Linked DNA regions of Mus musculus: regions 2, 3, 4 and 5 are each linked to region 1. The links are chromatin contacts, called in public HiCAR-type, HiChIP or PLAC-seq and promoter capture Hi-C maps. All regions are on one chromosome and are shown on one strand. Each heading gives the region's core, a stretch centred on a gene start, on an enhancer-like site or on the middle of the called end of the contact. The rest is flanking DNA. Distances are from core to core; before and after follow the strand shown. Region 1 holds the start of Nid2 (nidogen 2). Region 2 holds the start of Sec24c (Sec24 related gene family, member C (S. cerevisiae)). Region 3 holds the start of Mrps16 (mitochondrial ribosomal protein S16). Region 4 holds the start of Fam149b (family with sequence similarity 149, member B). Region 5 holds the start of Nudt13 (nudix (nucleoside diphosphate linked moiety X)-type motif 13).

The links. Promoter capture Hi-C pulls out the DNA fragments that hold promoters and counts their contacts. HiCAR-type assays count read pairs that join an accessible place to other places. HiChIP or PLAC-seq counts read pairs in DNA pulled down with a chosen protein or histone mark.
Region 2: a contact with region 1 is called in an H3K27ac HiChIP or PLAC-seq map of epiblast stem cells, with 5 times the contacts expected there. The contact joins the promoter of Sec24c here to the promoter of Nid2 in region 1. A contact is called at or near these places in 1 of 39 promoter capture datasets (cranial neural crest) and 3 of 115 datasets of contacts at active chromatin or transcription factors (epiblast stem cells, extraembryonic endoderm stem cells and microglia).
Region 3: a contact with region 1 is called in a promoter capture Hi-C map of maxillary cranial neural crest. The contact joins the promoter of Mrps16 here to the promoter of Nid2 in region 1. A contact is called at or near these places in 2 of 39 promoter capture datasets (maxillary cranial neural crest and stem cell-derived epiblast-like cells) and 3 of 115 datasets of contacts at active chromatin or transcription factors (embryonic stem cells, extraembryonic endoderm stem cells and stem cell-derived neural progenitor cells).
Region 4: a contact with region 1 is called in an H3K27ac HiChIP or PLAC-seq map of embryonic stem cells, with 2.5 times the contacts expected there. The contact joins the promoter of Fam149b here to the promoter of Nid2 in region 1. A contact is called at or near these places in 6 of 39 promoter capture datasets (cranial neural crest, embryonic stem cells, frontonasal cranial neural crest and 2 more), 1 of 115 datasets of contacts at active chromatin or transcription factors (embryonic stem cells) and 1 of 9 other capture datasets (adipose tissue).
Region 5: a contact with region 1 is called in a HiCAR-type map of astrocytes, with 5 times the contacts expected there. The contact joins the promoter of Nudt13 here to the promoter of Nid2 in region 1. A contact is called at or near these places in 11 of 39 promoter capture datasets (the 3T3-L1 cell line, 3T3-L1-derived adipocytes, cranial neural crest and 7 more) and 6 of 115 datasets of contacts at active chromatin or transcription factors (astrocytes, embryonic forebrain, embryonic stem cells and 2 more).

What each region holds. Positions count from the first base shown.
Region 1 is chr14:19,749,091-19,754,337 of GRCm38.p6, forward strand. Nid2 (nidogen 2) reads left to right here and starts at 2,167. Exons shown (of 21, transcript NM_008695.2): 1 at 2,167-2,475; 2 at 3,151-3,459. The coding sequence starts at 2,248.
Region 2 is chr14:20,671,209-20,676,455 of GRCm38.p6, forward strand. Sec24c (Sec24 related gene family, member C (S. cerevisiae)) reads left to right here and starts at 3,113. Exons shown (of 23, transcript NM_172596.2): 1 at 3,113-3,180; 2 at 4,750-4,949. The coding sequence starts at 4,778.
Region 3 is chr14:20,391,515-20,396,761 of GRCm38.p6, forward strand. Mrps16 (mitochondrial ribosomal protein S16) reads right to left here and starts at 2,120. Exons shown (of 3, transcript NM_025440.3): 1 at 1,967-2,120; 2 at 379-639. The coding sequence starts at 1,979. Cfap70 (cilia and flagella associated protein 70) reads right to left here. Exons shown (of 29, transcript NM_029698.1): 27 at 3,400-3,501; 28 at 3,119-3,166; 29 at 2,676-2,887. The coding sequence ends at 2,807.
Region 4 is chr14:20,345,443-20,350,689 of GRCm38.p6, forward strand. Fam149b (family with sequence similarity 149, member B) reads left to right here and starts at 2,720. Exons shown (of 14, transcript NM_001024512.2): 1 at 2,720-2,952. The coding sequence starts at 2,906. It overlaps Ecd (ecdysoneless cell cycle regulator), which reads right to left and starts at 2,679. Exons shown (of 14, transcript NM_027475.3): 1 at 2,352-2,679; 2 at 1,169-1,379. The coding sequence starts at 1,373.
Region 5 is chr14:20,291,601-20,296,847 of GRCm38.p6, forward strand. Nudt13 (nudix (nucleoside diphosphate linked moiety X)-type motif 13) reads left to right here and starts at 3,090. Exons shown (of 9, transcript NM_026341.3): 1 at 3,090-3,192.

The DNA.
Region 1 (5,247 bases), core at 917-3,416:
GTCATGAAATATAGGAGGTGCCATTTGAGAGCCGATGGCACAGCCAGAGATGAATCAAGAGAAGTAACCTAAGTTACTTTGCAAAGTGAAAATGCCATTGAATCAGTAAAATCTTCGGTTGAGGGTAGAAGTTTAGAGATTAGACAAAACTGGGTTTAAAGAAAAGCTCTGATGCACACCAGTCATGTGGCAATAATCACTTAAAACAACAAACAAACAAACAAACAAACCACTGCCCAAGCTTAGTCTCCTTAGCACAGTGTCCTGCTGATTTGCTTGTCTATTACATCCAGCAACTCCTCTCAAATCAAATGTCTTAAGACAACAGATATTTAGTAATTCTCGGGGTAATTAATTCTTAATCAAGAATCTGTTGTGGCTTAACTGAGTGAGGCCTTCGCTTCAAGGGTCTATCATATGGCTGCAACCAAAGTCAGCCAGGGCTGTGGTGCTATCTCAAGACTCCACTAGCTCACCTACATGACTCTTAGCAGAATCTGGTTCCTTACTGGCTGGTGACCAGAGGCTGTCTGGAGTTCTTTACTCTGCATTGCTCTCCAAATGCAGTAGATGGCTTCCTCAGAACCAGTGGAGAGATGGTGTTGGCTGGCACGACAGAAAAGCCACTGAAGTGAATTCTCATCACTATGGCCCCCATTCTGTTGGTGAGAATACACAGGCTAGCCCACCTTCCTGGGAGGCTGGGTGATTTTACAAGGGAGGAAACACTAGGAAATCAGGCTGTGGGGATTCCGTCTTGGAATTTGGTTTGCCACTAATTTGTAGGACAGACCTCCAGTCAAAGTTAGCTGCTATTGTTATGCTGAATGGAGGAGATGTGCCGAGCCTGAGGAAGAATCCATGAAGGATGGAAGAGGTGACCTTGAACAAGTCAAATAATCTCACATCTTTGAGACACCATTTTGTCCTCAGCAAAATGTAAATATTTGGTCCCAAGAGGAAAAATGAGAAAAAAAAAATGTGCAAACTTGAGTTTGTTTTGTGTAAGAGCAAACATACCCCTCTCCAGCTAGAGGGAGCAAACTGCTGTGGGCCTTTTTTGTTGTGTTGATTCAGAGTCTTTCAGTCTGGTGTCTTCAAGAAGTTTTAGTATTTGGCCCCATGGGTCTTTAAGAATTACATAGCTGGATAAACACAAAGAGAAAGCTCTGTTTGAGAGTCCTATATCTTTAAGTTTTTTTTTAAACTACCTTTGCTTCTAAGGAGCCTGTGGGGGATGGGCCAAGCCGAGAGAAAACGGACTGTACGTGGGAAATTTCACCCTCCTGATAATAAAATAGTAATAAAATCTCATCCGGCTCCCAGAGGGGATGTTTATGATGGAGGGGGTTCCCCAACACCGGCACAGCTGCTTTCCAGGTTGTAAGGTTTCCCATCCTGCAGGGCAGCTCGGGTTACCGACTCTGTGGCCTCCCGCTAGGGCAGTTCCTAAACTCCCAGGCTTTGGGAGAAACACTCAGTGGTTCCGCCCCGGCGCCTGGCCGCCTCACTCCAGGCTCCAACTCAAGGGGGTCACACAAAGTAGGATTCACCGTCTGCTGAAGGGTGGTTTCCCCCAGGGAAGGCAAACAGCTGGGGAGGACATTTCAGAGGGTGGCAGTGTCCTTACAAAGGTTAGCCAGCGCTTGGGGATAGAATTTAGGAGTCAGCCTTTCACAAAGGCATGCTTCTCAGCAGGAAATTTGGGTGGGGCGGAGCAGCCCCCGGATGGAGACAAAGCTCCTTTGATTCTTTATCCGAGGGCCAGGCCTCTAGCGAGAGGGGTACCCCGGACCCTAGGGCAGGGCGCGAACTCCAGTGTGTTCATTACCCTCCCTCGCTCTGCCAACCCAGTGCGCACAGTCGCTCCTGCCCAGAGCTGCACGCGCGCCGAGGGTCCTGCCAGCCCTTGAGGTCACCTCCTGCAGCGTCGTAGCCTACACTGGAGAGTTGGGGGTAGCCCAGGAGTAGTTGGGACAGCCTAGACCAGACCGGGCCAACGGCCTCACCTTCCAGCCCGGCCACTCCAGCAAACTACAGCAGTCTTAGAAAACCTAATGAGAACCACATGTAGTGGCCGCTGGCGAACTTTCTCAGAGTCGCTGATTGGTCAGTGGCCGAGAGCTGTAGCCAATCAGCGCGCTGGGCGGGCCCGTATTGCGGACCAGAGGTCCAAGTTGGAGTCTGGCGGGCAGTGTGGCCCGCAGAGACTTGCGGAGTGGAGGGCAGAGCCAGGGAGGAGTGAGCATGTTTCGGGACCCGACAGCCGGGTGGCTAACACCGCCATCACCGCTATCGCTGCTGGTGATGCTGTTGCTGCTGTCGCGAGTCGGGGCTCTGCGTCCCGACGAGCTCTTTCCTTACGGGGAGTCGTGGGGAGACCAGCTGCTGCCGGAGGGCGACGACGAAAGCTCAGCAGCTGTGAAGCTGGCAATACCCCTGCGTTTCTACGATGCCCAGTTCAGCAGCCTCTACGTAAGTTCAGCTCCCGGAGGTGCGCGGTTGGGTGTGGGACTCTTAGCTTCTTCCCAGGGAGTGGAACAACCTCCATGTTTAACTGTCGTCCCCTCTGGGGACCAGGCTTAGCAGCGGCGCTGCAACTTCTTGATCCTTACTGTGGAGGAATAAGGATCGTTTCAAGGGCGAGCTGGAACCGTGCCCCTCTACTTTGACATTCTAGGCAGGAAGATGAAGTTAAGGCTGCGAGTGGGGTTTGCGTTTAGGGCGGTGGGGGGGGGGGGACTGTGCACGCCGGCAGAGCTATCTTAAGGGCGAGCAATACTGGAGAAAGATGGACCGGTTCGAGAGCAGCCGCACCTGTGGGTCGCAGTGCACTGGAGGGTGAGATAGGAGCTTGCTACCCTGGATGTGGCTCAACCTTGATTGGAGTAGAAATATTTTCTACAATAGGTGGACGGTAGGTGCGTACGACTGGAGCACGGTGGCTGCCCTTGGGCTTGAGCGACCACCACTATTTTGACCTTTTAAAAATATTAAAAATGTTGGGGATTCACGTGCCACCTCGTGTGTATGAAGATCAGAGAACTGGCTTTTTCTTCCACCTTGTGTCCTAGAACTCAAGTCGTCGGGTTTGACGGCAAGGTGCCCTTACCTGCTGAACTGTCTCACCGCCCCTTGGTCTTATTGTAGGTGGGCACCAACGGCATCATCTCCACCCAGGACTTCCCCAGGGAGACTCAATATGTAGATGATGATTTTCCTACTGACTTCCCAGCCATCGCCCCTTTCCTGGCTGACATCGACACTAGTCACAGCAGGGGCCGGATCCTGTACCGCGAGGACACCTCCGGAGCTGTGCTGAGCCTGGCTGCCCGCTACGTGCGCACTGGCTTCCCGCTGTCGGGGTCCAGCTTCACCCCCACCCACGCCTTCCTGGCCACCTGGGAGCACGTGGGCGCCTACGAGGAGGTCAGTCGCGGGGCTGCGCCGTCAGGAGAGGTAAGTGAGGGATACCCTGCAGCTGAATAAATTAAAGGGACGGCCTGAATTTTGTGTTGGATCTAAGGCTTTGACTAGGAGTTTCTTCCCTTGATCAGGCGTTGAACTGGATGAAACCAGTGCTTAGGCAGCTTGTGAGTGAAGTCTATTTATTGTCTCTGGGGGCATTCTAAGGCTCTCCTAAGTGGCTAAGTCGGCTTAGTGAAATGAGGGACTAAGGCTCAGATACCAAGAACCACCTATAAGTACACAAATATTTCTAATGATAGGTTCATTGAAGGGAAAAAATGGAAAATTGAGGAAGTTTTCAAAAGGAACAACCTCTTATTTTCCTACCACTGTTAATTAATTAATTAATTAATTAATTTTTTTGGTATGAGTTGGGCGTGGCAGCACATGCATTTAATTCCAGCAGAGGCAAGCAGATCTCTGTGAGTTCGAGGCCAGCCTGGTCTACAAAGTGAGTTCCAGGACAGTGAGAATCCACAGAGAAACCGTGTCTGGACAAACCAAAAGTAACCCATATTTTGTATGTACATTCCCAGCTATTGCTTTAGCATATTCTTGCCATTAGCAATGGTGGGTTCACAGTGCCCATAATACTGTTTCACTTGCTTCTTCTGCTGGATTGTATACTCTTGAAAGTGTGATTCTGTAACATTGAAACAGCTGTATCAGACCTCCCCCAGTGAACTTATGACCCTTCCTAGGGATCATTAAGGTTGCTCCCGTGTTTTTATTATAATCAGTACTATACAACACTTTTCAAGGTTTTTATTTTATTCATATGTGTGTCTCTCTCTGCTGGTGTTGGTAGGGCTAGAAGAGGGCTTAGATTCCCTGCAGTTAGAGTTGTTACTTACAGGCAGTTGTGAGTGGCTTGACTGAGTGTGGCTTGACTGATTGCATACAGGGATTTGAGCTAGCATACTGACAGGACTACATGTGCTCTTAGCTGTGGAGCCACCTCTCTAGCACCTCTCTAAAGCCAACACTGTCTTAGCTGACATCCCAGGAAAGTAGAGAAGGATGCCACACACTTCTTAGCAAGCTCCTTGTAGCTTTCCCCCACATTGCCTTTGTAACAGTTTGCATACTTCTGTCTGCAGGAGACTGTTTTGCAGTTTAGCTAGAGAAAGCACCAAAAACTCTGCTCCTAGCTTTGGTCTTAGCAACATGTGAAGTGGGCAATGGTTGGTCAGGGTAGCTTGCCTCATTCCTGGTGTAGGTAGAGACAGAGTCCTCTTGTGAAATTCCACCTGGGTGTATAATGGCATAGGAGCAAAACCATGTTTGCTTTAACTCCTAGTGTTTCTTGACTACAGAAGTGATATCATCCCTAAGAGGTTTAAAGCTTGCCCATTGTCCCTGTCACACGGACAATGGTTGTGATTGTTCCATGTTCTTAAAGGAAAAGACATGTTTTCTTAAAGTCTGCACTAGCAGAGATCTAGAAATAAACATTATTTGAATTTAGTTTCTTTTTCTTTTTTTGGTTTTTTGAAACAGGGTTTCTCTGTATAGTCCTGGCTGTCCTGGAACTCACTTTGTAAATCAGGCTGGCCTTGAACTCAGAAATCAGCCTGCCTCTGCCTCCCAAGTGCTGGGATTAAAGGCATGTGCCACCACCATCCGTCGAAGTTACAGTTTCTTACTTGACGGGTTAGCATCCGGTTTTGTTTACTGACTAGCCTTGTAGTATGTGGGCTTGACATATCAATTCCAATTCAACAGAATACCCTCAACTCAAACACTTCATGCAGGCCAGCCAGCTAGAGGGCTAGAGAA
Region 2 (5,247 bases), core at 1,863-4,362, 920 kb after region 1:
TTCTTGTTACCTTGTTATTAGTGTGATTTCACAAAGTTGCTTGACTTTACCAGTAACAAAAAGCATCTGGCTCTCCCTTCTCTGCTTAGTCACATGTTTGTGTGCGGGTTGCGTGTGCATGTGACTGCAAGTGACTGGAGTCGCAAGAGAGCATTCTATCTCCCGGAGCTGGAGTCACAGGCAGTTACAAACCTCTCAGTGTAAGTCCTGGGGAACAAATGGCTCTTTTGCAAGAGCCACCTTTGCCTGTCCCTTAGTTTTACTTTTTTTTTTTTTTTTTTTTTTGGTTTTTTGAGACAGGGTTTCTCTGTATGGCCCTGGCTGTCCTGGAACTCACTCTAGAGACCAGGCTGGCCTCAAACTCAGAAATCCACCTGCCTCTGCCTCCTGAGTGCTGGGATCAAAGGCGTGTGCCACCACGCCCAGCTCCTAGCCAGTGCTCTTAACTGCAGACCTATCTCTCCAGCCCCACACCCACAACACTTTGACAGCTATGGGTTCACCTAAAATCACACACACACACACACACACACACACCTAAAATAACACACACACACACACACACACACACACACACACACACACACAACCCCTCATTACTGGTCTACACCTACTAGGTAGTAACTGAACAATCACCAGGCAAGCACCCTATACTGGCCTCCATCTACACCTACAGTTTTTTCTCTTTATTTATTTACCTTTTTGAGACAAGCTCTCACTACACAGCCCAAGCTAAACTTGAACTTTGTTTTTAAAGATAGGGTCTGGGGCTGGAGAGATGGCTCAGAGATTAAGAGCACTGACTGCTCTTCCAAAGATCCTGAGTTCAATTCCCAGCAACCACATGGTAACTCACAATCATCAGTAATGGGATCTGATGCCCTCTTCTGGTGTGTCTGAAGATGGCTACAGTGTACTCATACATAAAATAAATAAATCTAAAAAAAAAAAAAAAAGACAGGGTCTTATATAGCCTAATCTGGCCTTGAACTTGTGATAAACAAGGTGTGCCTGAGGTTCTGATCTTCCTGTCTCTGCCTCCATTCTAAGTGCAAAGTTGAGTTATAGGAAAATTTAAAATGCAATTTATAGCCTCCATCTTTAAGCTGTGAATCTTAGCTCTTATTAGGAGTGCATAACTTTAAGCAAGACAGATTATATCTGCCTCCTTATGGTGTGATGAAATATGAATGGGATAAATCATGTGAAATGCTAAGGTGAGGGAGGGCTCAAGCTCGGGCAGCTCAAGTGCTCAACAAATGTTATCTGCATTTGGCAAATTCTTAAACTGACAACTGTTAGTCAGCAAGAGAATCAACCAGGAGGGAGTCATTTGTCAAGCTTGGTGTAATGGAGTACTGTTTGCTGAGCCCCGTCCCCAAAACTGAACTACATGTAGGTGAATTAGAGCACATTTCTAGTCAGCTTTGGTAGCATATGCTTTTAATCGCAGCTCGCTGGGGGCAGAAGCAGAAGGATCTCTGTGAATTGGAGACCGGCTGGATCCACACAATGAATTCAGGAGGGTTATACAGTGAGACCTCCTATGAGAGAGAGAGAGAGAGAGAGAGAGAGAGAGAGAGAGTCATAAGAGTGGATAAAAGTGGTGGTGGTAATGTACCCTTTAATCCCAGCACTTGCGAGGCAGAGGCAGGTGAATTTCTGAGTTCAAGATCAACCTGGTCTACAGAGTGAGTTCCAGGACAGCCAGGGCTACACAGAGAAAACCTGTCTCTGAAAAAAAAAAAAAAATCCCAAATAAATAGGAAAGATATTAATTTACATTTCTAACAAGTCTCAGCTGATACTGATACTAGGATCCACGGACAGTATTTTAAAAGTGGATAGAAACAGGGCTGGTGACAAAGAACACTGGCTGCTTTTCCAGGTGACTTGGGTTTGATTTCCAGCATCCATGTATCTTACAAGATTTGTTAACTCCAGTTCCAGGGGATCCAGTGCCCTCTTCTGGCCTCTGCAGGTACTGTAGTCACAAAGTGCACAGATACACATTCAGGCAAAACACCCATACATAAGACATTTTAAAACAAGCTAGACAGAAACAACTGACTGGTTAGTAACTGACATGCAAACTTAAATGCCCATTTTTCTCTAAGCATGCATTACTGTGTAACTACCATTACGTAGGAAAAAACCCCACAAAACAGTTTGCCTACTCTATTCATGAACCTAAGTTGGCCCAAAGAAGTGCTTAAAGCATAACAGCACAGAAAGAATTCCAATGCATGCAACGGAGAGGTTGGAAGCATAAAAAGTGGGAGTTCACGGTGATCATGGGTTATATATCCAGTTTCAGGATAGTCTGCCTATAAATTGAGATCCAGTCTCAAAAAACTGATTAGAGGATAAAAGAGCAATAATCATTTATTAGTTAACATTGTTCTCTGAAGAGTCTTATGATTACTGAAAGAATTGTAGCTCTTTTAACAGAGAGCAGGGAGGTCTTTATATTCTGGTAGAGTTACCTCTATTAAAAAAAGGGCAAGGCATAAAATGGTAACTAATCTTTATTGAATAAACATTATACTGAACAATCTTAGGAAACGTCTCTAAATTCATCCCAATTCACTGTTCGACACGAATTCTTTTCATTAAAGAAGTAAACCGGGGCAGAAGTTGTCCAAACATTGAACTAATCGGCCCAAAGTCGAGGGTTAGAACCCACCCTACCACTACCACGTGTGGCTCAAAGGTCAGGGTGAGCTCTACCGTAGGGACGCAAATCAACGGGGTGAAAGGTTAACAGGAAGTGGATACAAGACTAGCTGTCCTTAAAGTCAACACACGACGAAGGGAGCGTTACTAAAAATAATCTGACCTAGTTTTCTCAATACCCTCTCAGCTGGTAAAGCCATAAAAAAAGTCTGGAAAATGTGGAAAAATCTGGAAAGGAAAGAAAAAAAAAAAAAAAAAAAAAAGCATGAAACTCAGCAATACTTTACAGACTGCGTCCATGACGGGATACACCACATACGCATGCGCAACATCCGGGTTTCCGGAAGCGTGCCTAAGGCCGACGTGGCAGAAGGAGTGGCCTAGCCCTAGAGCATGGGGCGGAACTTCCGGGGACGGCACGCCAGCCCCCCCCCCCTCGGAACCGGAAGTTGAGCCTGGGAGCCTTGACGTTAGGAACGAAGTCGAACCTGGATCTGGAGCCGGGTGAGGAGTGGCATCGCGAGGTTGCGTGGTGGGGAGGAATGCTGAGGAGAGGCCAGGGTATTTTTGGCCTGATCGCTGTCCGGTTTTAGAGGAAAGGGAGGAGCCTGGAGGCGGGGCCTAGAAAGAGACCCTCACCTCTCGCATCTGTGGCCGGCGATCGGTCTTAGGTCCCCGGACCCCTCCCTTCACCTCCTGGCCCAGGTTCCGGCTCGCTTCGCCCTCCCAGCATGTTGAAGGGCATTAGAGGATTGGTCTTTACTGCTTAGTGAACCGGCCCTCTTCGTGGCCCTAGAGGCTGGCTTGGCTTCCGGATCTCGATCTCTGGAGCGCTCAAGCCTCCGCATCTCGGGTACTTTCAGAGTTCTAGGAAGCTTGCCCCGCCCCTTTCGGTTGTCACCCTCGGCTATCCCCCTAGAATGGAGTCAAGATTGGAGTTTGACTCTGAGCTTATTCGGTCCCTCAGCCTCCTTCAGGAAATTAAAGGGAGAGGGACGTTTCCCAGGCTTGATGTTGGTGGCATGTGCAACGTTTAGCGTTTGGAAGGACTGTTCTAAAATGGCTTTGACTTTACAGAGTTTTCAGTCCGGCAGCGGTTTAGCTTCTGGGCTCTCCTAGCAAAGAGAAACCTATTGTTCTACTGCAGCACCTGAAAGGAGGTCTCACTCTTCCTGGGCCTCTTCTGCCTGTATAATAACTAGAAGGATGTTTAGATCTCCAGTCCCCTTGTTGGAATGACCCCTGAAAAGGACCTCCAACTCATCCTTCTGTTCCTGGGCAAGATTGCAATAGTTTGATAGCGACCTATCAAACAAACCTTAGAACAGAAACAATTACAGGCATGCTCTTGGATGTAGAATACCCATAGTCCTCTGCTTGAGACATGAGATGAATGACCTTTGCCATGGAATATTGCTACTTTTTTTTTATCTTAAATGTTTCATTTGTGAGGTTAATACATTCTGTTCATGGAAAGACTGGGGTCAGAGTAACATTTGGATTATTGTAGGTCAGACAAAGAATACTGTTTCTCCCAAATAGCTACTTTACAGTTTTTCTTTGTGTGTGTGTGTGTGTGTGTGTGTGTGTGTGTGTGTGTGTGTTTGAACAAAACCTAGTACATTTGAAGTTATTCTGTTTTGGGGGATGAATGGATGACTTGGTGGTAGATACAATGAATGGAAAGTGGAAACATTGCTTTATTTACCTGTAACATCATGGTAGTTATCAGGCAGAGGACTCTGTGTGACTGCCTGGACACTGAAAGTCATACCACTGGAGAATGGCTGCTGCTGTTCTGTTCCATTAAGTCTGTCTGAAGTTGAAATTTATACCTTCTTGGCAGTGACACAACATGGGGTTCACAGTAACAAAACCCTTGCTTTGAAGAAAGTGACTGCATACTGGCGGGGCAGGAAGTTTCTGAGATCCTGTAGTAGTGTGGGAATAGTTCAACTGATCACAGCCTGATAAGGTCAATCCCTTTTCATCTCTTCCTTCCTTCCCTGAATAGTTGCTCCCTCCGTAGAAAGTTTGTTTTGACTGATTTCGTTCTTTTCCTTCATTCAATAGGTGAGATCAAATCGGGGATGCTCTCATAATGAATGTCAACCAGTCAGCTCCACCTGTTCCACCATATGGGCAGAACCAGCCCATCTACCCAGGGTATCATCAGTCGAGTTATGGTGGGCAACCAGGACCTGCAGCCCCTGCTACTCCCTATGGAGCCTACAATGGCCCAGTGCCAGGTTATCAGCAGGCACCTCCTCAAGGTATGTTTTGAGCTAGGGAAGGGAATGAGCAGTCTTCAGGTTCGATTGTGTTGCTTTAACAAAGCTGCTTAGGTCCTGTGACTGAGGAACATGAGTCTGACTCTTTGAAAATGAAGGCCCTGGGAATAGTCTTGTCTCGCCTCGTTTTTACATGTGACTGTTCTACCTAAGCCACCTAGGAAGAATGCATCTTCCAGATTCAGCAACAGCTCACTTTGGTGGGTGTCACCCTGGACAGCATCATTACTGTTACTGTATTACTGAGAGCTGGATGGAAGGGTTGTGGTCATAGCTCTTG
Region 3 (5,247 bases), core at 870-3,369, 640 kb after region 1:
TCTGCTTCCCAGAACTGAAACCCAACACCTGACCAACAGCATAGGCAAGAAATAGGCTCCTGGCTTGCTAAGCTCACTGTCTACTTCCTAACACCGTTCTCCTCACTAATAAACAAACAAACAAACAAACAAACTGACAGGCAGGTATCCACGACACAGTTGTCCCATTTTTTTTGCACAAAATCCCAGTCACTTGGAGTGTTCTAAAGGAGACCATAAAGGGGGTCTCCAGATTAAAAAACGGCAGTTACACTACTTCACCCTCCACTCCTGTCCAGAGCAGCTTGGATGGAATAGAAACCATTCTTCTTTTCCATCCTCACAGAGTTGACCACAGTATAACATCTGTTAAATTATCTAAGCTCAGGGCTGGTTTACCTAGAAGTTTCTCCATAGGCTTAGAGAGGTGAGCCCCACAGCCAATCCAATGCCGGATACGGTCCAGGTTGAGGGCAACTAGTTTTTCTCCGTGACTGTTGGGTAGTGGATCATAGGAGCCCAACTGCTCCACAAATCGGCCATCCCTGGGGCACTTGTTGTGAGCAGCCACAATGCGGTAAAAAGGCCGGTTGGTGCAGCCACCCAAAGCAAGGCGTATGGTTAGGTGGCCTCCGTGGTAGGCTTTGCAGAAAATGGTTGCTGTAGAGAAATAGTTCGTTAGGGTGCAAAAATGTTTAGTAGACTCAAAATATAAGGTAATATAAGGTAAAGGCACAATTCCTCCTTCTACTGCAATGTTCTCACTTCCAATCTATGCCCTGCCCCATCCAGCTTAGATACAATCGTGTGGGTGAAACTCCTCCTTAACCCCTCCAGACCAGACATACCTCCTTTTTTCCAAATCCACATAACACAGTCCTGCCGAGGTTGGGGTCCACTTTACCCTTGGAGACTCCATCTTGTAAATAGTCTCCACTTTGTACTAAGATAAATTCTAAGAAACAGCTGAATTCCCAGAAATGGCTTCTGGCCCCAGGCGCCCCATATGAACTTAGGCCACAATATCTCACCCTATGCCTTGTTGGTTAGCAACTAGTCCGGACTGAAACCAACCAGCCACTATATAGGCTCTGACTGGCTGGCCTCAATCCAGGCCAAGTTAAGAAGCCAACTGAGACCCTATAGGTGGAACAACAATATGAACTAACCAGTACCCAGGAGCTCTTGTCTCTAGCTGCATATGTATCAAAAGATGGCCTAGTCGGCCATCACTGGAAAGAGAGGCCCATTGGACTTGCAAACTTTATATGCCCCAGTACAGGGGTACGCCAGGGCCAAAAAGGGGGAGTGGGTGGGTAGGGGAGTGGGGGGTGGGTATGGGGGACTTTTGGGATAGCATAATGTAAATGAGGAAAATACCTAATAAAAAGTTTAAAAAAAAAAAAAAGCCAACTGAGGTACTTGACCGGTAGTAACCCACTTAAAATGACAGGTATGGAAAACCATGCATGTGGTCCCTAGCCCATCCAATTTGTGGTTTTTATGTTTTAAAAGGTTGTCCTGTCTTGCCCCACGCTGTCACGTTTTGGACCCCGAACCCAGCCGTCTCCCCGAAATATTAGCTTTTAAAATAAGCTTGCTGGTTTAAACTTGGTTTTCATATTGGATTATTTCCAAATTCTCGGACCCTAACACCATTTACTAAGCCATGACCTTGTCTTACCCTTAGGTGCCTCATCTGTAAAACGATTTCTACGATGTGTGGTAAAAAACTGAGACAGGCTGGGCGCGGTGGCGCACGCCTCTAATCACAGGGCCTTTGGGAGGCAGAGGCAAAGGTCTGTCTAGGAAGGAGTTCGAAGCCAGCCCGTCTTTACGCTGCGAGTTCCAGGCCAGCCAGAGCTACCCAGTGAGACCACTGCTAAAAGCGAGACGGACTGAGACGAAGCTCCGCTGGAAGGCGATGTGGCCGCGCCTAGCCCGGGTCGCCGCAGCCCACGCCCGCCCGGAAGCCCCGCGCACTCACTGAGCTGGACCATGGTGCCTGGGCGAGCGGCTCTCCAGCTGTCCCGCTGCACAGCCCCGCGGCACAGAGCCTGAAGCCCGGAAGAGCGCCCCCAAGCGGCCGGCGGGCACACGACGCGACGTCCGCACCACTCCAGAGCCGGAAAGCCCTCTGCGGAAGCCTCCGGCCGATCGGCCCGCCCCTTCCGCTTTCTCTTCCAATGCGCACGGGAGGGCAACCGAGCGCCGGGAGTGCCACAGGGCGCCGGTGACTGATCCTTGACTGCTACGGAAGAGGCGTGTCTGTAGGCGTGGGCTGCTGGCGGTCTTCAGCTGAGTGCCTGCGGCGTGCGGGAGACTTTCCTGTCCGCGGCGGTGCTGAGTTCCTTGCAGGCCGTTCCATCCTGCGACGGTTCCCCCGCCTCCGGAATATCCTCTGTTCTCTTACCCACTGTCAACTGTGTGTGACACAGCACAGTTGTATTCTGGTCCCACCTTTGAAGATGTTGCCTTAATTTCCAAGCCCCAGTAACATTGGTCCAGAACTTTGGCAATTGTGCACCTCCAGGGAATCTTACCAACAAGGTGATCAGATAAACTTTAAAAAGTAATTCTAATAGTCACACCATTATGCCAGATATCTACCCACAAATAGTGGCTATTAATTAGCTACATGTACATAAGAGCATATAAAATATAATGTGCTATACATACGACTCCAGAAACATGATAAATTTTGAGTTTGGGGTTTATATTTTTTTAATGTGAACTAAAGGGGTGGGGATGGGCAGGCTTCATCTGGTGACAGTTTGGAAAGGAAACGTGCTTGGGGCTCCATATTAAATATCCACTTGTAAGGCTGTCAGAAAGATGGATTTCCAAAACCAACCATTTCCTGTACAGTGTGGATTTCTTCAAGTAGAGCCTGGTCTTTCAGTTTCAGCTGCAGAAACAAGGCAGGGAAGAAGTTATGTCCAACACACCAGGTGACTTTGAAGACCCCTAATTTAAGAGGCTCCAGATTTGTGGGGACGGGATGGGCCTCTCCTGTATTCTCGACACCATGGAAGCTCTCAAAGAATTGGAATGTATTGGATCTTGGGTGGGAATTCATCAGGCACTGAGCGCTCTCATGGTCTGTACACTCTCAGAATGGCAATCAGCTGTCGCATACCTTTATTGTGTACTTATAAGCCTGCTCTGCTTCCAGTTGTCGTCCAACCTGAAAGAAGCAATTAACATCTTTCCTAGTAAAATGTGAATCGGAGGTTACTGACCACATCCATCTCAAGGAGGAACCGCCCAGAACATTCTCCTTGTCATCAGTAGAGACAAATCTGGAACTCTTCCAACTTCAGTTGCTGTGTGCTAACAGCCAGCTTACCTTTCTTTCTTAGTTGGGCCTTCACCTGACCCCTGAGAGGGCCTTGTGAAGGGACAATAAGAAACACTCACTTTCAGGCAGACCAGAGCCAGATAGGCCCACACTTCGGCGTTGCAGTTATTCAACGCGTTGGCTTCAGACAGAGCATCCTCAGCTTCCGTGAGCTCCTCCAGCTTGGCAGAGAGAGAGTTAGGAGATACAGTCCAAATTGGTTTCCACTTAAGCATAGTAGAGTTGTTAGAATTCCTTCTAGGCTCCACCCCACGGTTACCTGGCAATTGCCAGGTATGCCTAGTTTACTATGAAAGGAGCTCCTCTCTTTGCTCTCTCTCTCTCTCTCAATGATTCTGGCCTTCCCTCTTCTCCTCTTCTTCCCTCCCCGCCCCCCCCCCTTTCTCTGTCTCTACTACTTTCTCAACTCCCTTACACATGCCCTAAATAAACTCTATTCTATACTGTATCTGTTGTGTGGCTGGTCCCTCAGGGGGAAGGGGTGCCTCAGCATGGGCCCACAGAGGCAACCTCTCCCACCTCACTATACCACACCTCTACCAAAACATATCCTGGCCTCTTTTCTACTTCATAAAACACAACTAGAGTCAGCTTAGATGAATCTGCTATTCAACCAATAGATGTCCACGACCTATACCAGTGCTACTCAAAAAAAAAACAAAAACAAAAACAAAAAAAAACCTTCAAAATTCACCAGTGTTTCTGAATTCATATGTAGCATATACTTTATATGTCCTACATAATTATGTAACTATTAAAAAACATTATTTGTGGATGGATATATGGTAGGTATATATCTTTCCTCTCATTTTTTGTTTATTTTTGTTTTTTAAATTATTTAGAGACTGAGTGTTCCTGTTAGTGAAACTTATGGCTGGAAACTCAGGTATTTCAGGCTAGCCTTGAACTTGAAACTATCTTCCTTCCTCAGCTGATCAGGAATTGGGATTGTATTTATGAGCCCCCAGGCCAAGATTTTGTTTTCTGTTTGTTTTCTGTGTTAAAAGAACAGTGAGTTTCAAAGGCTGTGAAAATATGAAGCACAGCTTTCCAGCCATGTCCATGTTTTGACTCACACCTTAAGTTTTACAGACATGTATTCAGTCGACATACATTTGCTGAAGTGTACTCTGCTCAGCAATATACATGATACTAAGAATTAAAGTATGTATGTACATATACAGCCCCTGCCCTCAGAGACCTCACTGGTAGATAAATAAACAAATATAATGAAAAATCAAATACATAAACAGTTCTACAAAATAAATATTTCCAGAGCAAAAGTACACTTATGACCTAAAGGTGACACAAAGAAATAGTATCAGATCTACCCTAAGACTGAAGAAAAATGGCCTCAGAGAAGAAACATCACTAAAATGGACCATGAGGGGTAAGTTGGAGTTTGTTAGAGGCACAAGATCAAGAGGGATAAAGGTGTGGGGTGTGATGGAGCACACGCACAGAAAACAACTTTTTTTTCTTGAGACAGGATCTTACTGTAGCCCTGGCTGGCCTGGAACTTGCTGTATAGACCAGGCTGGCCTTGGCTTCATAGAGAACTACCTGGCCTCTGCCTCCTGATTGATGGGATCAAAGGCATGTTGACAGCTCTGAAGGTGGTATCCCCAGCCTCAGGCAGGGACTCTGTGAACATGACAGATGCCAATAACATCATGGTTTAGGTAGAAAATCCTGTGTCTGTCATCCCAGTTTTGGTAGGTAAGAGAGAGAGCTTGAGAGTTCATTGTTATCTGTGGTAGTGAGTTTGAGACCATCCTGGGTATGGGAGAACTCCATCTTTAGTACTAGGCAAGACAGGAATTATATTCAAGTCTGACCATGTTAAGGGATTTGCAGATGAGATGTCTCATGTCTAAAATTCACCTTGAAAGGCTCTAGCGAGAAAC
Region 4 (5,247 bases), core at 1,470-3,969, 600 kb after region 1:
TGGCACAGTCTAATCTGTGCTGTACCAAGGCACCTGCCAATGGTGTGTGGAGCTCAGGGAAGTTCAGAAGCTGGAGTCTCCCACACTGAGACCAAGCCCCTAGTATCTGGAGGTGCTGACACTAGGTCTTCCTGCTCTGTCCCTCACGGCACATAGCAAAGCAAGGACTGTAAATTTGAAATACTAATCATCTTGGGTAACATTCAGCAATGCCATCACATAGTGGAAAATTCAGGGTAAGCCTGGCTTTCTAAAAGATAATAGGTTGTTTTTGTTTGGAAACTGACTCTCACTCTGTGACCCGGGCTGGCCTCAAACTGGTGATTCTCCTGCCTTAGGCCGGAGTGCTAAGATGACAGGTGTGTGCCACCATACCTGTCTAATGGGCTCGTTTTATATGTGGCACATTAATTTGCTCATCTCCCTGTCAATAAACATTGCCTGTATCTAGAAAATAAAATTAGGGTTGGGGAAGTAGCTCAGTGGCAGACCAGTTGCTTAGCAACGCACAAGGCCCCAGGTTCAATGCCCAGTGGTGGAAAAAAGTTCAGTGACAGTAATACCACAGGAGAAACCGAGCGGCTGCTAGCCAAATCTAACACATTAGCACTGAAGTGTGAACAGGAATGGCGGGATCCAAAGATCCAAGGCTCCCGATCCTCAACAGTCACTCTGAGTCACTGAGTAAATACAGCCTGGCTGCACTCATTCATTTTCATAACGTTAGAAGACATGACAGAACAGATGACTGTATTTTGCTAGAGTTGGACGTAAGCACTGGTGACAGCAGTAAAGGACACCGGAAATGCTTCTGGGTGGCAACGGACAGTAACAAAACCCATTTAGTTGTTTTTATTGGCCAGACAAAGTCACTCTTGGATTCTCAGGAAAACAGCTACATGAAACAAAGCAACCTCCCACAGGCATCATGGAGATAAGTCCTGCGCAGAGAAAAAGAACTGTGACTAAGTCCCAAGCCTGGGCCTTCGCAGCACCAGCACTCACACTTAGGCACAGTGAGAGAGTCCATACCACAGCCACAGTCCCCGCATCCCTAGCCATAAAGATATTCTATAGAGTTAAAGTTAGGGGCTTGGCTATATGTGGGCAGACGTCAGTGGCTTTTAAGGTTATGGAACAAGTCTCTCAGAAGGAAGGCTTACTTTACCTTTTGCAGGCTTGTATTTGAGATTGAAAGGCTGATTCTGCCAGATATAAGGGACCAGTATGGGTGCGAACTGGGTCATTATCCGTTCAATGTACTTCTGAAGAATCTCTCTGTGCTCTTCTGTGCCTCTGGCTTTATCTGGTATCAGGAAGAGATGGTACTCCACAGCATCCTCTACCATTGCGAGCTTTCCACTGCCCTCCATTCTTCTCTAAAAATGGCCATCAAAGTTCAAGGGACATAAGCCACACAAAAGGAGAAATAACAGCATTCTCAGAATTCTTCTAGGTGACTACATTATTTCCCCCAAATTTGATACACACCTACCATCATGGTTCCGGCCTTTACCAGACACCACTTGATTTATCCTCTGAATAACAGACTTAAAACTATCTTCCTTAAAATTAAATTATGTGAACTGGAAACCTTGATATTATGGAGTAAATGAAAGTCCAACAACTCACTTCCCAAACCAAAGAAGTATGTGAGGATAAAAGTTAAAAATAGCTAGGTGTGCCTATGGTCTCAGCTGAGAGATCAAGGCAAAAGGATCACCTGGGTCCAGGATTTTGAGGCTAGGCTAGGTAACATAAGACGATCCTTTCTCACAAATAAATAAATGTTTGCCCTTCAGTCGGCAGCAGTGTGTGTAACACAGTTTGAAAACATTCCATTACTATCCATTATTCTCTCACACCTTCCAACCGTGCTTCAGTCGGTGGCATACTTTGGGCACTTTACTTTCTTGAGCTTTCTACTTAGTCGTGAAATGAAAGTGTTAGTCTGCCGTCTCTAAAACACCTTCCTTTAAAATTGTGTTACTAGGTGCGTTAAAAAGCAATGCCCCTTGCTCTACAGGGCTTCTATAGAAGATTTAAAAGTGCCAACACTTGCGTGTCGGAGTTTCGTCCCAAAATAATTGGTCATGGTTCCGGATGCCCACCTAACGCAGCAATTTAATTCCTAAGCTTACTTGGCTTTGCAATGAACCAATAAGGAACCTGCACCTTCTATGCAACTACCCACTCACCACTGTAAATTAGAATCGTGCTGCCTCTCACCCTGGCGGATCAAGGAAAAACTCTACCCACCCTCACCCTAAATCCAAGCAGGGCTCTTTATGTAGAATTTACAGAGTCAGAATTGGACTTGAGATCATGGGAATTAATGAAAAATGACATACCCGAGAGTACAGAAGAGGAGCCACCAGGAGCACTGTCCTGGCGCGGTATAGTGCTCCTTCACCAAACTAGACGCTCTTCTTCCACCTGACAAAAGTAAAGCGATCCCTTTCAATAGCTCTCTCGTGCGCCTCTGCTCTGGCACCTTTCCTTGGCTGCCTCTTCCAGCAGGACACTTGGTCAGAGGCGACCACCAACCGCCCAATCCCGGCCCATGCTGGGTCCTCGCGTTCGCTTGGGCCCTGATCCACGCCTGAACGCCTGCAAGTCGTGAGGCTCGGAACCCTGAGTATAGTCTCTAGTGCGCATCGGAGCCAATTTCCGAAAGACGCTGTACCTTCGTCACTTCCGCTCATGAGAGGAAGGAGGCAGGTCGGAAGACTATAGAGTGGGAACTCTGGGAGGTGGCGGTCCGGAATCTAAGCGACGGGGCGAGACGGGGCGAGACGGGGCCGGTAGGTGGCAGGAGGGGGCCGGGCCGGAGCCGGCGGGAGGGCCAGGCCCCGAGGCCCCCGCCCTGGCTTGCCCGCCCTGGCCGCAGAGGAGAAAAAGGAGGATGATCTCCAGATACACTCGGAAGGCCGTGCCGCAGAGCGTGGAGCTGTGAGTGGATTGCTCTGCTCGCCCAGCTTGGGCCGCCGGAGCTCAAGGGACCTTATAAGGCCCGTCCTCTCCTTTCCCGTCCCAGACATAGGGAGGGAAAATACTATCCCGGATTCTCACCTCCCAGCCCTGGTGGAAGCTGCCTTTTGTCTTTGGGTCACCAGCTTAGGGTGTGCCTTTGGGACTGTTAGGTCCTGAATTGAGGGAGTGCTGCATCCGTTGTTCCCACAGTGCTTTTGACCCCACTGAAGATAATAGCTTAAATGCTACAATAACGTTGAACGTGTCTAGTTCAGAACACCATGCAAAGCTGTTTGCTTGAATGCAATAGCGAAATCAGGTTGAGACCAACTTTGCACATCCTACAAATAAAGATCACAGGTCTAAAGGTTGTATCTAGAAGGTGGTGCAGCTCAGACGTACAAACCAAGGGTCAATCCGATTGTAAAGCCTGTTGTCAAGCAATTCACACATTGCCGTCACACCCCCTGCAAATAATGCTAAAAAGCAAGCACTTTGGTAGTTTAAAAACCTGCTTTGTACCCTTAGTAAAGTGTAACATAGAGCCTTATATCTACTGACTGGTACTTTGCAATTTCAAAAGAACCTGCAGTTTCTTGGTCCTTTCAGCAGTTCTGAAAGATTGCTGTAACTAGCTTCTGTTGCTCAGATAAAATTAGAAAGCTTCCACATCTGAACCCAATAGGGCCTGAACGTTTAAACCAAGTCCCATTGGTCCTCCTCATTGAAGTAAGCAATTTCAACAGCCATACACTTATTATGCATTCCAATAACATTCATTTAAAGTCACACCTGAGATTTTTAGATGGATACTTTTCTTGCCACTTAGCTTTTAGGAAATTTAACTAGATCTGGGCCTTCCTGTCTATGTATACAACTAAGATGTACAAGTATACCTAAAATGATGACGTAGGGCTGGTACATAATAGATCCTCAATAAGTGATAGCACTACTTTCTTCTTCCCGCCTTTACTTGGTAAAAGAGCCATACAAAGAAGAGAACCTCTCCTTGCTTTTCAGAAGCATGTTATCTATTAAGGAATATGTTATTTGCACAACAGCAAATCAGATAATAAGCTCCTTAGGGAATAAAACTAAGAAATAATCATTTCCCCAAAGTGAGAAGGATTTAACTTAAAATCTGCTTTTAATTTTTAAAATTCCATTTAGTGTATCATGCACATGCGCGTGCACCATAGCACACATTTGTTTTTTTGATTTTTTTTTTTTTTTTTTTTTTTTTGGTTTTTTGAGACAGGGTTTCTCTGCGCAGTCCTGGCTGTCCTGGAACTCACTCTTTAGACCATGCTGGTCTTGAACTCAGAAATCCACCTGCCTCTGCCTCCCAAGTGCTGGGATTACAGGTGTGCGCCACCACTGCCCGGCCCATAGCACACATTTGGAGGTTAGTAGACAGCTTCCAAGAGTCACTCATTCCATTATGTGAGTCTTGTTGATTGAACTCAGGTCATGAGGCTTGGTGGCAAGTACCTTTATTTACTGGGCCATCTTATCAGCCCCAGATTTGCTTTTATAATTATTTCTAACCAGAGATGTTAAAAATACATGTTGTATGAAGACACTCTGGATAGGCATCTCCTGAGCTGAAATTTCTGACCCTGTGTATTGTACTACTTGTTCTTGATGCTGTTTTTTATAGTTCCTAAAAATAGCCTTTCCCAAAGGGAATCATAATAGAGTGAGCAATGAGGATTAAATGCATAGAAATGATAGTGTATTTAAATGAATGTTTAATGTTAGCTGTTACAGAGCCCATCCATTTTGAAGTAGTAGCATTCTTTAGCAGTTACTAGTTATAGATGTTAAAAAGGGGTTAGCAAGGTTGATTGTCTCAGTGTAGTCTCCCACACCCTTTTTTGGTTCTGAGAAATGAACTTAGTACCTCAGATATGCTAGGAAGTACCACTGCTAAGCTATATTTCCAGCCTTGACTTTCATTTAAAATTTGTATTTACACATATAAGCAAGGTGTGAGGTTTGTGTGTGTGTGTGACCACCTCAAAATGTAAAACATTCATAATTTTTTAATCATCTACCTGCTGGGCACTACTCCTCTGGAGTCTATTTTCTGCTGGGGCTTGTCTGCTGGAATAAACAATACATTAGTTATTCTATCTTCCAGACATAGTTATCTAGAGCAGGCATTGTTTCCCCACAAAATTGTCTAGTCAGACATACCCAGGAGACAAGGTAGGTTAAACAGAGGCTTACAAGTTTCTCTGCCCACACATCATGAATCCCTAGTGCATGCGT
Region 5 (5,247 bases), core at 1,840-4,339, 540 kb after region 1:
GGCCTGACTACTGTTTGCTTGATGGTAGGATCTGATAAGTGGGCAGAGCACAAAATGCAACATAATTGGCCCTGGGACACCTGCTGTGTCTGGACAGGTTAAGCCCCCTGGCCCTTTATCCCTGACTTGGTGGGAAATGGCCCCCAGCATCTCTATTTCTATGGTTTCCCTTGAGTCTGCACAATCCAGGATTTTTTTTTTCCTTTGAAAATAAAAACTGGATCATAGGACTTCTGTGTGTTTTGATGAATTACTTCTAGGCTTCTCTTTGTTTGGAGAATAATACCCCAGCTGCAGGGCAGGGGGAGGCTGTAGCTCTGCCCTTTAATAAATCTTGGTTGGCCCTTTTCCCTGAGGATAAAAGGCACAGCAGAGAGAGTAACTCTTGCTGGCTGTGGCTTTAAAGACAGTGTGGTCCAGTGGAGAGAGCAGAACATATGGGTTTCATTAGGTGCACAGTCTTGGGAGGCTCTTCAACTGCCTCAGTTTCCTTGTTTGTCAGAATAAGGATCAAGATCTTGCCTCTGTGTGCCTTAGGGGTGTGAGTGTACTGAGAGCATAAAGTGAAGTAACATAAATGAAAAAGTTTATTGGTGCCAACTGTGTGTGTGTGTGTGTGTGTGTGTCTGTGTGTTTGTACGCACATGTGTGCATGAGGATGTCAAAGTTCAGCCCTGGGTGTTATTCCTCAGATGCCATCTATATATTTTACATTAATTAATAAATTTAGTGTGCGGGCCATGGCTCTGGTGTGGAGGTCAGAGGACAGCTTTAGGAGTCGGTTCTCCCTATCCATCATGTAGGTGCTGAGGACGTAGCAGCAAGGTCATTTATCTGGTGAACCATCTCTGAGGTTCCATTCTGTATTCTTGATGGAAAAAACTGGGCACAGTGGCCTGCACTTATAATCCCAGCACTGGGGAGGAAGAGACAGACAGGTTCCCAGGGTTTGATGACTAGCTAGCATAGCCGACTTGGAGAGTTTCAGGCTGAGAGATTTTGTCTCAAACACCCATGTGAACAGTGCCTGAGGAATGATGTCTAATGGCCTACACACACTACACACATACACAGAGAGAGAGAGAGAGAGAGAGAGAGAGAGACAGACAGACAGACAGACAGACAGACAGACACACACATTCTCTCTCTTTATACACACACTACACACACACACACACAGAGAGAGAGAGAGAGAGAGAGACAGACAGACAGACAGACACAGAGAGAGACAGATAGACCCACACATTCTCTCTTTTTATACACACACACACACACACACGTTCCTCTCACCATTAAAAACTGGCTAGCCATTAAACTAGGCCTGCTGTCCTTTTTCTGATGATCTAGATCTGTGTTCAGATCTATATTCAGGAGTTAGTAACCTTGTCCCTACAATGGTTCTTTTAAAATGTCCTCTTGTTCCGCTTAAGCCCTTTGGTGACATTCTATCCCTCTCGGAATAAACCCAGAACATTATAATGGCTTTATAAAAACATAACACTCGTGAGGCTCCGTGTGATCTAGTGCCTGTCTATTTTTTGACCTCATCTATAATGATCTGTCCTACATTTCTTTGTTTTACCTTTTATTGTTATGTGTTATGGGTGTTTTGTCTGTGTATACTGTGTACCACATTTGAGCAATGCCCACAGAGGCCAGAAGAGGACCTCAGATCCCTTGGAACTAGAGTTCCAGAAGGTTGTAAGCTGTTATATTGAAGCTGGGACTCAAATCCAGGTCCTCTAGAAGAACAATCAGGACTCTAAACCATTCTGCCATTTCTCCAGCCCCAGTCCTAACCTTTCTTTACACCCGCCAGGCACATCTCCACCCCAGGGCCTTTGCACGAGCTTATTTTACTCTGTCTACAAGTCTCTCCCCACAAATCCTAACTTGGCTGTTCCTGTCAGCTCTGTCAAGCTCTTTATTCCAGTGTTGCCTTAACAATGAGGCTATCCATCCTACGTAAAATAGCAAAACCGCTCCTCCTCTTACCATGCTTTAACTTCTGCCCCAGCACTTACAACCGTGTGTACAGTTATTTATTTTGTTTTCTCCCATAGAATTTTGTTTACATTAAGATGCATTTTTTATGTATCCTGTACTTTTAATATTTTGTCTCATTAATTATATTTTGAAGAGCTAGGGAAATGGCTTAGTGGTTAATAGCACTGGCTTCTCACAGAAGCAAGCAACTCCCATAGTAAGAAAGAAAGCAGCCCCAAGTAGCTTTACTGGAGATTCGTCTTAGATGGTGATTGATCCTACTGATTGACCAAGGTAAGAGTTTTACCTAAAGCGTCTATATACCTAAGCACAGTCCCTCGTTTATTTAAAGCAAGGTATCAGTATGCACCCCTGATAACCTGAGTCTACTGTGTACACTGGGCTGACCTCAAATTCAGAGGGCTCTGCCTCTGTCTCCTGGGATTAAAGGCAGGCCTGGAACTCCTTTTTTTGTTTTTGTTTTTGTTTTTCGAGACAGGGTTTCTCTGTATAGCCCTGGCTGTCCTGGAACTCACTCTGTAGACCAGGCTGGCCTTGAACTCTGAAATCCACCTGCCTCTGCCTCCCAAGTGCTGGGATTAAAGGCATGCACCACCACGCCCGGCTAAGCCCGGAACTCCTAACCTTAAAAAAAGATTTTTTTTTCATGTTCATATGTACATGGCACATGTGTGTCCATGGGTGCACATTAAAGTATGTGGGTGTAGAGGGTAAAGTTGACATGGAATGTCTTCCTCCATGGCTTTCCCCTTTGTTCATTGAGGCAGGGTCTCCCACTGAACCTGGGGCTCACCAATTCAGCTAAGCAGCATCTAGCCCAGAAGATCTGGAAACTGTTAAAGCTATTTGTTTGTGGTGGGTTTCACTATATGCTTTATAAGGTTAACTTTGCAACCCAAGGTTACAAGCTCCCGGCCTAAAAGTTGAACTACAATTCCCAGAGTGCATCGGTAATCTCTCTGAGACTGCTGGGAAGTGTGTCAGATTTCCACTTACCCAACCACCCCTACGTGCGCTGTAGCGATGAAACTACATTTCCCAGAGTGCATCTTTAAGGAGGATTCTGGGAGGTGTGGCAAAGCGTCAATCCCACTGGGAAGGGAAAAGAGAAACCATTTGAACTTGAACATTTGGAGTTTCCAGGGGCGTGCAGACCATTGGGGCATAGAAGGCATCTCGAAAAGAGTGAGTACAGGAAACGAAACCTGTTCTAAGTGCAACTAGGATGTAGTAAGGAGCCATAATCAAAACTTGCCAGACGCTCTCGGTTACAGAGTTTGACAGTTTTAACTTAAACCTTTCAAATCTCGAGAAACCGGACGTTTTTGTACCCAACATTGAGTACCTCTAAATATTTTCTGAAATATTTTTGAAGAGCTATTTAAAATGGAAGTTTCCAATATTTCACCTTTTCTCTTAATTTTTTAAATGGTGGCGGGATCTTTTAGAAATAAACCATAAAGCTTTTTATATAAACCAGGGCACAGAGACCGTGAAGTCTGCAACACGGCTGCTCATCAGCTTCCAGCATTCCCAGCCATCGAAGTCCACAGTGGAGTGGCTGCTCCCTGGGCACCTGTGAAGATTCAGGAGGAACCCACGGTCACGCTTTATGCCTTTCAAGTCATTCCATCTGGAAAGATGAACAGAATGAGAAATGTGTGTGTGTGTGCCATAGAAGTTGTTAGTTCATACGTTCAAATGCCTTGGCATTTATTAGTTTTGAGTAAAAACAACGTTACCTTTCATCTCATCGATAATTCTTTGTATACACACACACCAGGAGCGTCAAGTGTGGGGATGCTGTTTGACATATTGTCCAGTCGTCAGGCCATGATAATCGACAGTTGGCTAAAATTAATTTGGTATCAAATATTGGACAAGAAACCAGGTAGCTGTATGGCCATACAAGAGCAGTGAGTAGTTACAGCTCGATTCCCAGGACCCATTAACCTCACCAGAGGAATTCCAGTAGCCTAAATTTCCAGTAGCGTGAAAATAACCTCTTTTAGCCGTTAGTCCTGGAAACTACTGGTTTTGTTATACATTATTGTATTTATATATACATATATATGTGTGTGTATGTATGTATATGCATGTGCTTTAAAATTTAAAGATAGCCTATAATCCTTCCTGCTGAAGCAAAAGAGTCGCTATGAGTCTGAGGCCAGCCTGGGTTACAGAGTGATACTTTGTCTCAAAAATAAATAAATAAATGAAATTTAAAATCAGTAAAAATAAATAAGTAAATTTTAGTCAGGGCTGGAAAAGTGGCTCAGCAGATAAAGTGCTTGCTGAGTTTGAGTCCCCAGGACCCATGTAAAGTGGGGTGCAATAGTGCACATCTGTGACTCTCTGGAAGCTCACAGGCTAACCAGCCTAGTATACACAGTGATGAATGACAGAAATATCATGGCTCAAAATAAGGTGGAGGGTGAGGACCAACACCTGAGGGTGTCCTCTGACCTGTACACTTATCCTGTGGCATGTGTGTGCCTGCAGTATCTCTCTCTCTCACAGTCACATGCATATGCATCATGCACATGCAGTCACATACTTAGGCACCAAACACATATGCATCACACACACACACACATACACACACAATTGTAAGTGTACAAATGAACAGTTTAATTGCATGTGCCCCTGTCAACCTTCATCGCCATCTCTTTCTCCTAAACTAGCCACTGTCTATAGTCTGTGTACTTCTGAAAAATACAAAAGCCTAATTATAATCTCAGCATTCAATAGGCAGTAGCAGGAGGATGGGGTTCAAGGCCAGCTTGGGTTATATGACACCTTCTCAAAACCAGAAAACAAACAAACCCAAGTAACTCCAGATAAGTGAAGTGTTGTACACTTGTAATTTCAGCACTCTAGAGTCAGAGGCAGGAGATTGCCATGGTTCAAGGCCAGCCTAGCCCACTTAAGCAAAGATCTAACCTCAAAATAACAAAACAAAACAAAAATTAATTTATGTACCCCAGAATGTTTATCTGTTCTCTTAATTATACATAAATTAGGTAATGGTGACCAATCAAATATTACTTGTCTTTCCACCTGTCTAGCTGAATATATAATTGGCAAATAAACCCAGGTATGGTGCTGGGTATGTGTGTTTATCTCAGCATGTAGGGGTCTGATATAGGAGGATTGCCTCTAGCTCAAGGCCAGCCTAGACTACATTGTGAGTTCTAGGCCAGACTCATCTTAGAAAGCAACAATAATAACAGTAAATTG